Linked DNA regions of Sus scrofa: region 2 is linked to region 1. The links are chromatin contacts, called in public HiChIP or PLAC-seq maps. All regions are on one chromosome and are shown on one strand. The core of a region is the stretch at or near the end of the contact, and the rest is flanking DNA. Distances in the headings are between cores, read along the strand shown.

Region 1 (6,971 bases), core at 1,789-4,288:
AGCCCCTCACCTTCAGACCTTTACTCAAAGGATGACATCTCAGGAAGGCCTTTCCTGACCACTCTGTTGAGAAAAATAGCAACCTTGCTTCACCAGCTAACATTCTTTATTTCCTCCTTTGTTTCCATAACACTTATCACCTGACATTACTATATATTTACTGTCTTTCCCTATACAAGGGCAGAAATTTTTTATTTTTACTTATTTATTTTTTGCTTTTTAGGGCCACACCTGAGGCACATGGACATTCCCAGGCTAGGGGTTGAATCAGAGCTACAGCTGTCGGCCTACACCACAGCCACAGCAATGTGGGATCTGAGCTGCGTATGCAACCTACAACACAGCTCACAGCAACGCTGAATCCTTAACCCACTGAGTGAGGCCAGGGATCAAACCCACATCCCCATGGATCCTAGTCAGATTCGTTAACCTCTGAGCCAGGAAGGGAACTCCCTATTTTTACTTTTTGAGGAATCACTATACTGTTCTCCACAGTGGCTGCACCAATTTACATTCCCACCAACAGTGTAGCAGGGTTTCTTTCTCCCCCCTCCTTTTTTTTTTTTTTTTTTTTTTTTTTTTTGTCTTTTTAGGGCCACACTCATGTCATATGGAAGTTCCCAAGCTAGAGGTCAAATCAGAGCTGTAGCTGCCAGCCTACACCACAGCCATTGCAATGAGGGATCTGAGCCTCATCTTCGACCTACACCTCAGTTTAAGGCAACACTGGATCCCCCACCCACAGAGCAAGGCCAGGGATCGAACCCAAGTCCTCATGGATACTAGTCGGATTTGTTTCTGCTGCGCCACAATGGTAACTCCAGAAAGCTTTTTTTTTAAATGCTGAAGTCTCAGAGTCTAGAATAGCACTTGGCAAATCAACAGACAAGTAAAACGTTTTGTTTGTTTTGGTCTTTTTTGTCTTTTTAGGGCCACACCCTTGCAATATGGAGGTTCCCAGGCTAGGGGTTTAATTGGAGCTGTAGCCACCGCCCTACTCCACAGCCACAGCAACGTCAGATCCGAGCTGCGTCTGCAATCTACACCACAGCTCACAGCAATGCTGGATCCTTAACCCACTGAGCGAGGCCAGGGATCAGACCCTGGGTCCTAATGGATGCTAGGTGGGTTCACTAACCGCTGAGCCATGACAGAAACTCCAGACAGGTAAAATGTTTATTTAGGAGTTCCCACTGTGGTGCAATGGGATTGGGGGCATTTCTGCAGTACTAGGATGAAGGTTAGATCCCCAGCCCACCACAATAGGTGGAAAGATCTGGTGTTGCCACAGCTGTGGTGTAGGTCACAACTGTTGCTCAGATCTGATCTCTGGTCCATACTCCATATGCTCAGGGTGGCCAAAAAAGAAAGAAAAAGTTTATTGAGTGTACAAAACAGTCATTTGAAGTTTTGTGGAAAATGCACTGGTAGGAAGCCAGACTGGCAGCAAGAGTACCTGTTAATAAAAGTAATTCAGGAGTTCCTGTTGTGGCTCAGTTGGTTAGGAACCCAACTAGTATCCATGAAAATGTGGGTTCAAACCCTGGCCTCACAGTGGGTTAAGAATCCAGCGTTGCTGCAAGCTGAGTCATAGGTCACAGATAAGGCTCAGCTCTAGTGTTGCTGTGGCTATGGCGCAGGCTGGCAGCTGCAACTCCAATTCAACCCAATTCCAGTTCAACCTGGGAATTTCCATATGCGGCCTTAAAAAGAAAAAAAAAAGTAACTCAGAAGATAATGGTCTAAACTACTGGGAGATGAAAAGTAGACCAATGTAAGAGCTCTTCAGGAGGTGGACTAGAGGTGGATAATATTTGGTTTTAACATTTAAGGGTAAAAGAAGAAAAGAGTGAGTGCAGGAAGCCATCAGCTTGGTGGATAGTAATGTCTTCACTGAGATGTAGAACATAAGAGCAAATGTGGTGTAGGAGGGAATGGGCATGTGAAGAAGAAGCTGATGAGTTCCAATTTGAACGTACTGATATACAGGAGTCAGTGGAACATTCAGGAGTAGTTGTTCCAGTTGGGTGATGAATATTACAGTCTGGAGCTCCAGAGAGCCATCTGGCCTGTAGACTGAGCACTGACATTTAAAGGATAGATATTTAGTTTTCACTTATTCCTTAGAATAATTCTGTACAGATAAGTAATATTATCACTTATGTTTTACTCGAGAAATCTGAAGCTTAGAAAATTACAAATTAGTCAATTTGAAGCAAATCTGAGACTCAGACTTGGTGTCTGTGAGCTTCCAAAATCAGTGCTCATTTATGTATCTCAAAGCACTTTATATACTTAACTCTTAATAGTAAAACCTCCAGCCTGCCCCCCCCCTCGCCAACCCCCCTGGTATTTAGTATTTTTTTTTTTTTTTTTTTTTTGGTGGCTCTCGAATGTGGAAATTCCGGCCAGGGATAGAAACTTGTTCATAGCAGCGACATAAGCCGCTGCAGTGACAACATTGGATCCTTAATTTGCTGGGCCGCAAGAGACCTCCCCCTCCCCCTATTATTTTACTTGATAATTTACGAGTTATGCAATGGAAAAAGCCTTGCTTGAGATGTTTTGTCACAGCTCTGGGACTTAACTCTTGTATTACTTTGGGAATTTGTACATGTCCCTACAACCTGTGTCTTCGGGGATGAAGTGAAAATATTTTTTGATCACTGAGTGCTTTTTACACTTATAGAACACAGATCCTTGTTACATTTATATCCAGGGACGGGCTGTGTTACATACTAACGTCAAAAGTTTTCTGCCTTTCAGCTTATAACAATTAACGATAGTAATTATCTAGGTATGTTTGTAAACGGTATTTGTGTTCTGTTAAAGTCAACCGATATTTTTATTAACTTTTATTAACTTCACAGGGTCAAGCAAGAGATGAACTCACCACCGTAGAGGGCGGGGCTGGAGGTGAGACTACTGTCTTTGACAGCTTCGTTTCCAAGACAACAGTTGCTACAGTGACTACCACGCCTTCCCATTGGTCACTGCCAAGCATATTGCGGTTCCTGTCGGACGTCATTGGGTACCGTTTTGCAGTGCGCAGGCCCGTCAGGGGCCGTAAGTGAAGTGTCGCAAAGCTGAAAGAAGGCGGGAGTCCCGATTGCAAACATTGAGGAGACCGAGGCTATAGAGGCCGCTATGGCGGATGCTCCGTGGGTCGAGCTTCGTGAGAAATTCCAGGCCGCACTGGCCCTGTCGCGGGTGGAACTGCATAAAAACCCAGAGAAGGAACCGTACAAGTCCAAATACCACGCTCGGGCGCTGCTGGAAGAGGTTAAGGCCCTTCTGGGCCCCGCGCCTGAGGACGAGGATGACCGGCCTCAGGCCGAGGACAGCTTGGGAACGGGGGACCACACCCTGGGACTGCCGGCTGAATTGGTGGAAGCCGAGGGCCCCATTGCCCTGGGGGCAGTGAGGCGGGCAGTTATTGAGTTTCATCTCGGGGTGAATCACATCGACACGGAGGAGCTGTCGGCGGGGGAGGAGCATCTGGTGAAATGCCTGAGACTACTGCGCAAGTACCGAATGTCGCAAGACTGCGTCTCCCTCTACATCCAAGCTCAGGTGAGAGCGTTCCCCGTCCGCTGCTGTCGTCCGTAGGCGACTTGGTTTAGAGGGGTCCCAGCTCGTGCCAAGACCAAAGGCAAACGTAATAAGACACGATTTGTCTCCGCGTTTTCGAAGCTTCGCGATAAGTGGCTTCCGAACTCCTTCTCCACGCCCATCACCCACTCCACCAGCTTCACTTGCTGCTTCACGTAGTCGTGGTCCCCGCATTGGTTCCCCAGATTCTCCTACATCGTAAATGCTCTTTCCAACTTTTCCCCACCAGTCCGAATCCTGTTCTATTATGAAAAATTCCCAAGTAATTTATGTCTTAATTTAAGGTTTTACGGAAATTGTAAAGAATAACCAGAGTACCTTCTTTTTTTTTTTTTTCCATGTCTTGGGCCGCTCCCGCGGCATATGGAGTTTCCCAGGCTAGGGGTCTAATCGGAGCTGTAGCTGCCAGCCTACGCCAGAGCCACAGCAACGGGAGATCCAAGCCGCGTCTGCAGCCTACACCATAGCTCACGGCAACGCCGGTTCCTTAACCCACTGAGCAAGGCCAAGGATTGAACCCGCAACCTCATGGTTCCTCGTCGGATTTGTTAACCACTGCGCCACAACGGGAGCTCCCAGAGTACCTTCTTAATTTAAAACAAAATATCTAAAATCTTCAGTTTCTGTTCTTTTCAGTCACTTATTTGCTTCCCAGGGAATGCCTGCCCATTCTTCAGAACCCATCTCAAGACTCACCTCATGTTTTTCGTAACGTTTTTTGGATTATTTTGTTCCAAAATGATCTCTTTCTCCTACCTTTGAATTCTTACGATACTTATTGTTTCCCATGTATATGGTACTTGGCTTGTTAAATAAATTTCACATTCTCGTTAGGAACATAACAGTTCAAAATGCAAATGGGTGTGAACTACTTGTGTCAGGTACTTTGCTTAAGTTAACTCATAAACCTTTACAGTTCCTGGTATGTGGGATTCAGAGAATATTTATCATAGTTGATCATATGGTAACTAAATCTCAAAGAGACGCCTCAGAATTAAAAAGGAAATTGTATAGGTTGTATTCTGTTATCATGGCCCCATTAAATTAAAAGCTATGTAATAACAGGAACGAAAAGATGTTGAATTCAAACAATATCTCAATTATTTGAAATTTTCTTTAGCCATTTGGCTTGGCTGCCTAAGATCTCTCTCTTTTTTTTAAAGTCTTTTTTTTTTTTTTAATGGCCGCTCCTGCGGTATATGTAAGTTGCCAGGCTAGAAGTCGAATCAGAGCTACAACTGCCGGCCTACCACAGCCACAGCAACGCCAGATCCAAGCTACATCTGTGGCCCACACCACAGCTCATGGCAATGCTGGATCCCCGACCCACTGAGCAAGTCCAGGGATTGAACCCGAATCCTCATGGATACTGGTCTGATGTGTTTCTGCTGAGCCACAAGGGGAACTCCCAAAATATTATTTTTAGAAATTGCATTCACAAAGAGCAGTATTGGGGTAGTAGAGCTGATAATCTTAGGAGGAGTGATGTACCACATTCCTCAGTGGCAAGATTAAGTATATCACTTTCCTGATACTCATTTATAGGTCTGATGCAATTCCTGCTGAAAGCACAATAGGCTTTTTTCTTGGAACTTGGGAAAGTGAATATGTTTATCTGAAAGAAAAAAGAAAAGTGACCATAAAAATATGAAAAGTAATGAATGCACTGTTGTGGCTCAGTGGGTTGAAGACCGGCATTGTCTCTGTGAGGATGCAAGTTCGATCCCTGGCCTCACTCGGTGGGTTGAGGATCTGGCATTGACACAAGCTGAAGTGTGGGTCACAGATGTGGCTCAGATCCTATGTTGCCATGGCTGTGGTGTAGGTCTCAGCTGCAGCTCCCAATTGACCCCTGGTCCCAAACTTCCATGTGCCGCAGGTGTAGCCCTTAAAAAAAAAAAAGTAATGTGCCAAAACTAGCCTGTGAGTTACAGCAATAGTATCTTAATTAGAGTCTTTGTGCTAGTCTGTTTCTGAACTCTACTCTTCAGTTGGTTTATTCCAATGACATCACCAATCTGTAGTATTTTATTCATTTATTTGCTATTTATGATGAGATTTGATCTAATAATAAAGCAAACTGAAAGAATGAGCTAGAGAAATTATATCAGATTTGCAGCAGAGATTTTATTAAAGGTATTGATTATATTCATTGTCGGAGAAACTGTGAGAAGGTGGATACTGTCCATTAGTATTATTGCTAGTGGAAATATAAATGCATAGAACATTTTTGGAGATAAGTAGGTATCAAAACTCTTGAGTCAAGACTTTGATTTTAAAATTCCACATCAGGGAGTTCCTGTCGTTGTGCAGTGGAAACGAATCTGACTAGGAACCATGAGGTTTTGGGTTCGATCCCTGGCACTGCTCAGTGGGTTAAGGATCCTGCATTGCTGTGGCTGTGGTGTAGACCAGCAGCTACAGTTCCTATTTGACCCCTAGCCTGGGAACTTCCATATTCTGGGTGTGGCCCTAAAAAGACAAAAAAAAAATTTCAGTATTCAAAAGTAATATTGAGACAGGTATGCAAAGGTATGTTAACATAGATGTTTACTACAGCATCATTAATTTTAAAAACAAGAATAGGAGTTCCCGTCGTGGCGCAGTGGTTAACGAATCCGACTAGGAACCATGAGGTTGCGGGTTCGGTTCCTGCCCCTGCTCAGTGGGTGAAGGAACCGGCGTTGCCGTGAGCTGTGGTGTAGGTTGCAGACGCGGCTCGGATCCCGCGTTGCTGTGGCTCTGGCGTAGGCCAGTGGCTACAGCTCCGATTCGACCCCTAGCCCGGGAACCTCCATATGCCGCGGGAGTGGCCCAAATAGCAAAAAGACAAAAAAAAAAACAAAAAACCAAGAATAAACATTAATGAGTAGATATACGGTTAAATAAATACTGCTACATCCAAATAGAAGAACAGTATGAATAATGATTTATATTCGTTAATCAAAAATATTAGTATTAAGAGGAGGGAGAAGATTATAAGGTATATTTGGAGTTATGTAGAGTGGTTCCATTTTGGTAAAAGACTGTGTATGTAGGAGAAGTTTGAAAATATCAGATCCTGGGAGTTTATGAGATTCTGACTGCTTTGTTTCAACCTGGTGTCTCCTTCCTGAGAAACTGGATACACAGGACTTGGACCCACTTAAATTATCAAGGGAGGAGTTCCTGTCATGGCGTAGCAGAAACGAATCAACTAGGAACCCTGAGGTTACAGGTTCCATCGCTGGCCTCTGTCAGTGGGTTAAGGATCTGGCATTGCAGTGAGCTCTGGCGTAGGCTGGCAGCTGCAACTCTGATTCAGCCCCTAACCTGGGAACCTCCATATGCCGCAGGGGCGGCCCTGGAGAGCAAAAAAA
Region 2 (6,971 bases), core at 1,449-3,948, 170 kb after region 1:
TTTTTGGCCTAGCTGGCAGCATTGAGACAACTTTCCCTGGCCAGGGAGTGAACCCTTGCCACCCCAGCAACCCACTGAGTCACAAGACTCCTGAGCATAATTCATATGTTGCTCCCTCATTTAAAATCTTCTAGCGACTTGAGTAAAAGTTTAGTCTCTTACAGAACACCAGTTCAGCTCGTTATTGCCAGACTCCTCGGAGAATGCTTGCCTTTCTGCCTGCACTTTGGTTAATTTCTTGTAAGACTCTTGAGGCTGTTCTTATCTGACACCATCTCCATCTCCAGTCAGAGTTAGATGGCCTTTGTTTTACTGCCAGGGTATGCTGTGCACACCTCCAGGACTGTGCTTACCACACTTTTAGAAGACTTTTTAATTGTATAGGCTTAATAAAACTCTCAAAGATTCAGCCTGTTTTGCTATACCTTGCTTATCACAATACACGTGGAATGTGTGAATGAATGGATGTTTATTTTCCTAGCGATTATAAAAGTAAAGGTGTCTTTTAGGAAAAAAAAGAGTCTAAATGTAATTATGGATAAGAACTGTTATGCAACCTAGTATTAGAGTAAAGGAAATAGACTAGGCTCTCTAGGAATTTTATCAGACCCTGGAGACAAAGCAAGACAGAGCATAGAAGGACTGTGTGGACATAAACCACACTACCACAAGTTCTACAAATGTACTTGATAGTTGTTCAGATTGAGGAATCTGAACTACTTAATCTCTAAGACCCACTCCTGCTCTAGTATTCCATGATTCTAAGACTAAGTCTCAAAAATTCACTTAGAAATAAACAATTCAGGGAGTTCCCATCGTGGTGCATCAGAAACATATCTGACTAGGAACCATGAGGTTGCTGGTTCGATCCCTGGCCTCCATCAGTGGGTTAAGGATCCAGTGTTGCTGTGGCTGTGGTGTAGGCCAGTAGCTGCACCTCTGATTCCACCCCTAAGCCTGGAACTTCCATGTGTGACCCTAAAAAAGAAAAGAAAAATACTAGAAATGTCCGATTGTAGAATTTGGTAGGCAAGATGTGGGGCGGGGGGGAAGCTACAGAAATTTGCTGTTGCGAAACCTTATAAACCAGGTTTTGTTAATAGCAAAGGCAAAGAAGAGAGAAGTTGCTTTATTCCCTTCGACCAGGGTTATCTTTATTTCTCTCACTTCCCTTCCCTGTCCACTTATTTCTGTATTTATACATACATTCAGTGTTTTCCTGAGTATTTCTTTAGTGGTATTTTATTGGCCCTACCATGAAGGAACTATAACCCATAGCAGTGGTTCTGAAATTGTGGTCCCTGGACTAGCAGGGTCAACATCACCTGAAAACATAAATTCAAAGTCTTGGGCCCCACTCCAGATCTCCTGGGTCAGAAACTCCACGAGTAGGGCCACAACAATCTGGGGCGGTGGGCGTCGTGTTCAGTGGCTTGATGTGGGGTCTCAGTTCCCAAATCAGGGATTGAACCTGGGCTGTGGTGGTGAAAGCTCTGAGTCCTAAATCACTAGACCACCAGGGGACTCCCAACAGTTTTGTTTTAAAATCAGCTTTCTAGATGATTCTGATGCATGCTGAAGTTTGAGAACTACTACTCTAAAGACACAATTATGATAGTTTCAGTGCTATGACAGCAGTTGTACTAGGCACCCAATAATAGTTTAGAAGTATGGAGGTGAGAAACGATGACACAACTGGCCCATAGTTCCAGCACGAATAGTTCTTTGAACTCTCATTAGCCTAAGAATAATAAGTATTTCCAATGCTTAACAGGTACTGTGCCTATGACTAAGACCAGATCAGAAACTCTGAGGGCAAGGTGCTGGTCTACTTGAATCCCTTATGTTTAAAAAGTATTCTGTGAATCAAAGGTACATAGCAAACTGTTACTGAAATCCTATTTGACACATTATCACACATCACGTGCATTGTTCCTTTAACTTGCAAGACCTTACTGTTTTAAGTATAATAATAGAGATATGGAAAACCCAAATCCAACAGCATCTTTTGAATTTAACATGTAGCGACCTAATGTGACACAGTATCCAACGAATGCCAAAGAAACTAGACTTTGGTCCAGGTACAAGGGACATATTTTTGCCATGTGGTTGTGATACATCAGCTGCTAGGAGGATGTACACAAATTGCTCATATTAGAGTATAATTACTTACACACAGGTCATAACAAGGGGTTTACCTAAGCACTTGCAGAACAAAATTCCTTAGCAACAATCCTGATGGGCAGATCGTTTTGTTCTCTAACATTATTCCATTAGGAAACCAAAGTTAATAACCCAAAGAACTTTCCAGAAATGCTCTTGAAAACTTGGAGTCCCAAAGCCATGGAGAAAGGCCGACTACACCGATAGGTGCCTCTCCAAGTGGTGCGCCCTCTGAGCCCTGCCGCACTGCCCACGTGCTTCTGAATAGGGCCAGCGTCCGTCACGTGATGCACCTCGCAGGCCCCGCCTCTCAACTGTGACATCCCCAACCGGTGCCTGATTATTTTCTTTTCTTTAAAGAAAGCTGGCTCCAATTTCCAATAAAAAGAGAGAGACAGAGCACGAACTTACAAGAAGTTATCTTTTCTGATTTTTCACTTCTAAGCTTTCCTTTCCCTTTATGAACCGCCTTTCAGCACTCGGGCGTTTTCCTGGGCAGCTTTGCTGTTCTGGGTCTTTGCGGGCTGTAGGCACTGGCGTTGTGCGTCACTGTCCGCCGCCGTGTCCCCAGGCTACTCCAGCCTGCCTCCTTTCCAGTCTGCGGCCTCAATGTCCTTACCCCGGTGTGCCCTGCTGTGGGCTCGGCTCCCCGCCGGGCGCCAGGCTGGCCATCGGGCAGCCGTCTGCTCTGCCCTTCGCTCCCACACTGCGCCCTTTCCTGGGCTCTCGGGCGCGTTTCTGCCGTCGCCTGCGCCTCCTCCTCCTCCTCCGCCTCAGGAGGCTCCAAAGCCCCGAACACGTCCTTGTTCGTGCCGCTGACTGTCAAACCTCAGGGTCCCAGCGCGGATGGCGACGTCGGGGCCGAACTAACTCGCCCTCTGGACAAGAGTGAGTGCACGGGCTGGAGAAGGCGGCCAGGCTGGTGTTTGTAGGGCTGAGGAAGCTGTCCTTCCTTCCCCTGGAGACTTGCGGTCCCCTTGAGCGTTGTCACTGTGCTTGTCAATGTCCATCTCCCTTGTTGGTTTGGGAGCCGTTCAAGGCTTGGGACTGTGTCTCATTGATTCTTTAGTGTGCTGCGCCAGAAACTGGCCTTGTTCTTCTCGCTGTTCTCTGAATGGTTACATTGTCCCATCCTCTTGTGATGGGGCAGTTCACGTTTTTTGAGTCGTTAGGTGGACCACTAATTTTCTAGCATCCTCTCTCTCCTCCCCGGTGGTTCAAAACTATTGCCCCGAGAAAGGACAAGGGAGTGAGGCAGTGAAAAGCCAGAGGAGAACTTTGCTCAGGATTATTTGTCACTGACTGGGCACCTACACAAACTAGACGCAGTGTTAGGCTGTATAGTGGCTGTCAAGAGGAACCAGATTCATATCCAGATCTCTTCCACTCCAGAACCTTATATTCTCATGGGAAGGAAGGAAGCACATACAGATGACCAACTGTATTACAAACTAAAGCATGACAAGGGTGTGCTTCCCAAAGGTGGTAGGTACTCTGATCATTGTGGGCCCCAGAGAGAAAGGAATCATTTGGCATCAGCAAGTGGCAAGACCTAATCCTTTTGCTCCCCTGCAAAAAATTGTTTAGTGTTTTTCCATTGTCCCCAGTTGAAAGGGGGCTTCAATCTCTAATATGCCTGGAAGGCCCTGCCTGGTCTAGCCTGAGTACCTCTTGGAGAGGCTTCATTGCACAGCACTCTCCTTGTTTCAGCGACATTGGTGAGATGTGAGCTTGTGCTTCAGGGCCTTTAGTATATGCTACCCTTTAGGCCTAGAATACCTCTGTGATTCTTTCTTCTTCTTTTAAAATAGCAGTGACTAATAGGGAGCGTTTGCTAGAGATAAATACTGTTTTAAGCATGTGACATTTAATCTTCCTAATAACCCAGTGAAGTAGGCAGTTTTTATTCCTGTCAAATACTTACTGAATGTCTGTTACATGCTACTATGTGCCAAGCACTGTTCTGGTCAATATGGTAGGTGCTGTTTTAAAGATTTTTTTTTTTACATGTATATGTATTTTTTTTTTTTTGGTTGATTATAACACATTTAGCGATGTGAAGGTAGATTGACTTAAGTAGAAAGACAATGCATATTTGTGACAGTCATACAGCACTTAAGGGAGGGGCCTGATTTACATTTTACTTCTCTTTTCTCCATTTCCCAAATGGTAGAAAGAGAGTAGTATTTTCTCTGCTGATGTCTCTGGATTGTGAAAATCACGATAACATGTTTGGCAAAGCACTTTGAAAAGTGTAAAGGGGAGTTCCCGTCGTGGTGCAGTGGTTAGCGAATCCGACTAGGGACCATGAGGTTGTGGGTTTGGTCCCTGCCCTTGCTCAGTGGGTTAAGGATCTGGTGTTGCCGTGAGCTGTGATGTAGGTTGCAGACGAAGCTCGGAGCCTGCGTTGCTGTGGCTCTGGCGTAGGCCGGGGGCTACAGCTCCGATTAGACCCCTAGCCTGGGAACCTCCATATGCTGCGGGAGCGGCCCAAAGAAATAGCAAAAAGACAAAAAAAAAAAAAAAAAAAAAAGAAAAGTGTAAAGATAACAAATATAAACTAGTATCATGTGTATTAAACATTTGATATAAAGTAGAGGGATTCCCATTCTGGCTCAGTGGGTTAAGAACCCAACATAGTGTTTGTGACTATACGGGTTCAATTCCTGGCCTCACTCAGTGGATTAAGGATCTGGCATTGCCACAAGCTGAGGTGTAGGTCACAGATGCAGCTCAGATCCTGCGTGGCTGTGGCTGTGGCCGGCAGCTGCAATCCTGATTGAACCCCTAGCCTGGAAACTTCCATATGCCACAGTTGTGGCCCTAAAAAGAAAAAAGAAAAAAAAAAGTTACAAAGAAAATGGCCATTGCAGCATCTTTTTGGGAGTGGATAATAAGGTAATTCTTATTATGGAGATTTTTTTTTTTTTTTTTTGTCTTTTGTTTTTGTTGTTGTTGTTGTTGCTATTTCTTGGGCCGCTCCCGTGGCATATGGAGGTTCCCAGGCTAGGGGTTGAATCAGAGCTGTAGCCACCGGCCTACGCCAGAGCCACAGCAACGCGGGATCCGAGCCGCGTCTGCAACCTACACCACAGCTCACGGCAACGCCGGATCGTTAACCCACTGAGCAAGGGCACGGACCGAATCCGCAACCTCATGGTTCCTAGTCGGATTCGTTAACCACTGCGCCACGACGGGAACTCCAGATTTTTTTTTTAATTGAAAGCAAAACCAAATTCCCTCATTCTGAAAAACAAATTTTTGTTACAAAACAAATTTTTGTTAGTGGGATGCTTTATCCAGGCTTAATTTCTTCAGTGAGTGTTGTGTGTGTTGTGACTGCATGAAAATGCAGTTGGTACTCTTATGGGGGATAAAAATGCGGGCCACCCAGCCTTCCTGTGTTTCATGATCAAAGACTGCATCCTCAGTTTTGGCCTGCCTTCCCAGAAATGAAGAGTATATGGCTGGATCAGTAAAATATTTATTACTACAGAATAATGCAGTAGTATTTGAACATGTAAAATGTTAATAAAATTTCATCTTGATTAATTTAAAATATTTTCACCTGTAAAATTAGTGATTCATAACAATGTGTTACTTCGGCAGGCATCTAATTCAGCCTCAACTACAGTACAGTAATTTCTCCCCTGTCACCCATGAAATACGGTTACCTAAACCTTGCTTGAGGACTTTCAGTGACGAGCTAGCACTTTTGTGAGGCAACTCCTTTTCCCTTTTCTAATTACTAGTAAGTTCTTGGATAAATTCCACTGACATCTGTTTATCTCACTTTCCACTGGTTTTAGTTATTCCATCTAGAATGAAACATGTGTAATCTGTTTTTCCTGACATCATCTTCAAACTAAAGATCTTCCCTGGCTCCTTTAGTTATTCTCAGATAAGCATAAGCATTGGTCGTCTTTCTAGATACCTTTTGGCTGCCCACTATTAATGTTGAAAATGGTTGTGAATAAATGAAACAGAACATGGTTCTCTAAAAGCAGCCTGACGGAGGTTGAGGGTGATGCTGATCCTGTAGCACCACCCTTACTCCTCTGCCATGTAACAGCAATGTTGCATCGTTTGACTTTACTTTTCTAGAAACTATTAAACCATAAAGAGTTTGTGATCAGCTAAAACCTTCAAGGTCTTTCAACACTCAACAGACTGCTGCCTTAAGTGTTATGACTTCAGGCTTCTTTTGCTTTGGGGGCTCTTCTCTATCTGGAAAACAAATGTTGAACATATGTTAAATTTTGATATCTTTCTTCCAGATGAAGTCAAGAAGATCTTAGATAAGTTTTACAAGAGGAAGGAAATTCAGAAGCTGGGTGCTGATTATGGACTTGATGGTAAGGCTAATAACATTTCTATGAGAAACATTTTATTACTGTTGAGGTTACAGCTTTGTCTTTATCATGTGGGCCTGGACACACAGGGTAAGTACATAGTTGTAATCTGGAAGCTGTCCCTGGGCGGGAAATTGGCAAGATGCAGCTGGCGAGCATGTGTTAAGCTTTCTTTTGTGCTGTACTAGGACGTCACTTTTAGCCTAGACCATAACAAACCAGCTGTACTGCAAGGGAAAAAGAAGACACTTTGGTGAATTAGGTGTGATGTGTATGTGTACTTTGTTTTTTTTTATTTTATTTTATTTTTGTCTTTTTGCCTTTTCTAGGGCCCCTCCCGCGGCATATGGAGGTTCCCAGGCTAGGGGTCAAATCGGAGCTGTAGCCACTGGCTTACACCACAGCCACAGCAATGCGGGATCTGAGCTGCGTCTGCAACCTACACCACAGCTCACG

Evidence for each region. HiChIP or PLAC-seq counts read pairs in DNA pulled down with a chosen protein or histone mark.
Region 2: an H3K27ac HiChIP or PLAC-seq map of alveolar macrophages shows a contact between it and region 1. The contact joins the promoter of SUPV3L1 here to the promoter of KIF1BP in region 1. A contact is called at or near these places in 1 of 5 promoter capture datasets (liver), 1 of 47 Hi-C or Micro-C datasets (blood) and 2 of 2 datasets of contacts at active chromatin or transcription factors (alveolar macrophages and skeletal muscle).

What each region holds. Positions count from the first base shown.
Region 1 is chr14:72,068,841-72,075,811 of Sscrofa11.1, forward strand. KIF1BP (KIF1-binding protein) reads left to right here and starts at 3,039. Exons shown (of 7, transcript XM_001928810.7): 1 at 3,039-3,573. The coding sequence starts at 3,148.
Region 2 is chr14:72,242,828-72,249,798 of Sscrofa11.1, forward strand. It overlaps SUPV3L1 (ATP-dependent RNA helicase SUPV3L1, mitochondrial), which reads left to right and starts at 2,699. Exons shown (of 16, transcript XM_001928898.6): 1 at 2,699-2,895; 2 at 2,898-3,051; 3 at 6,441-6,518. The coding sequence starts at 2,773.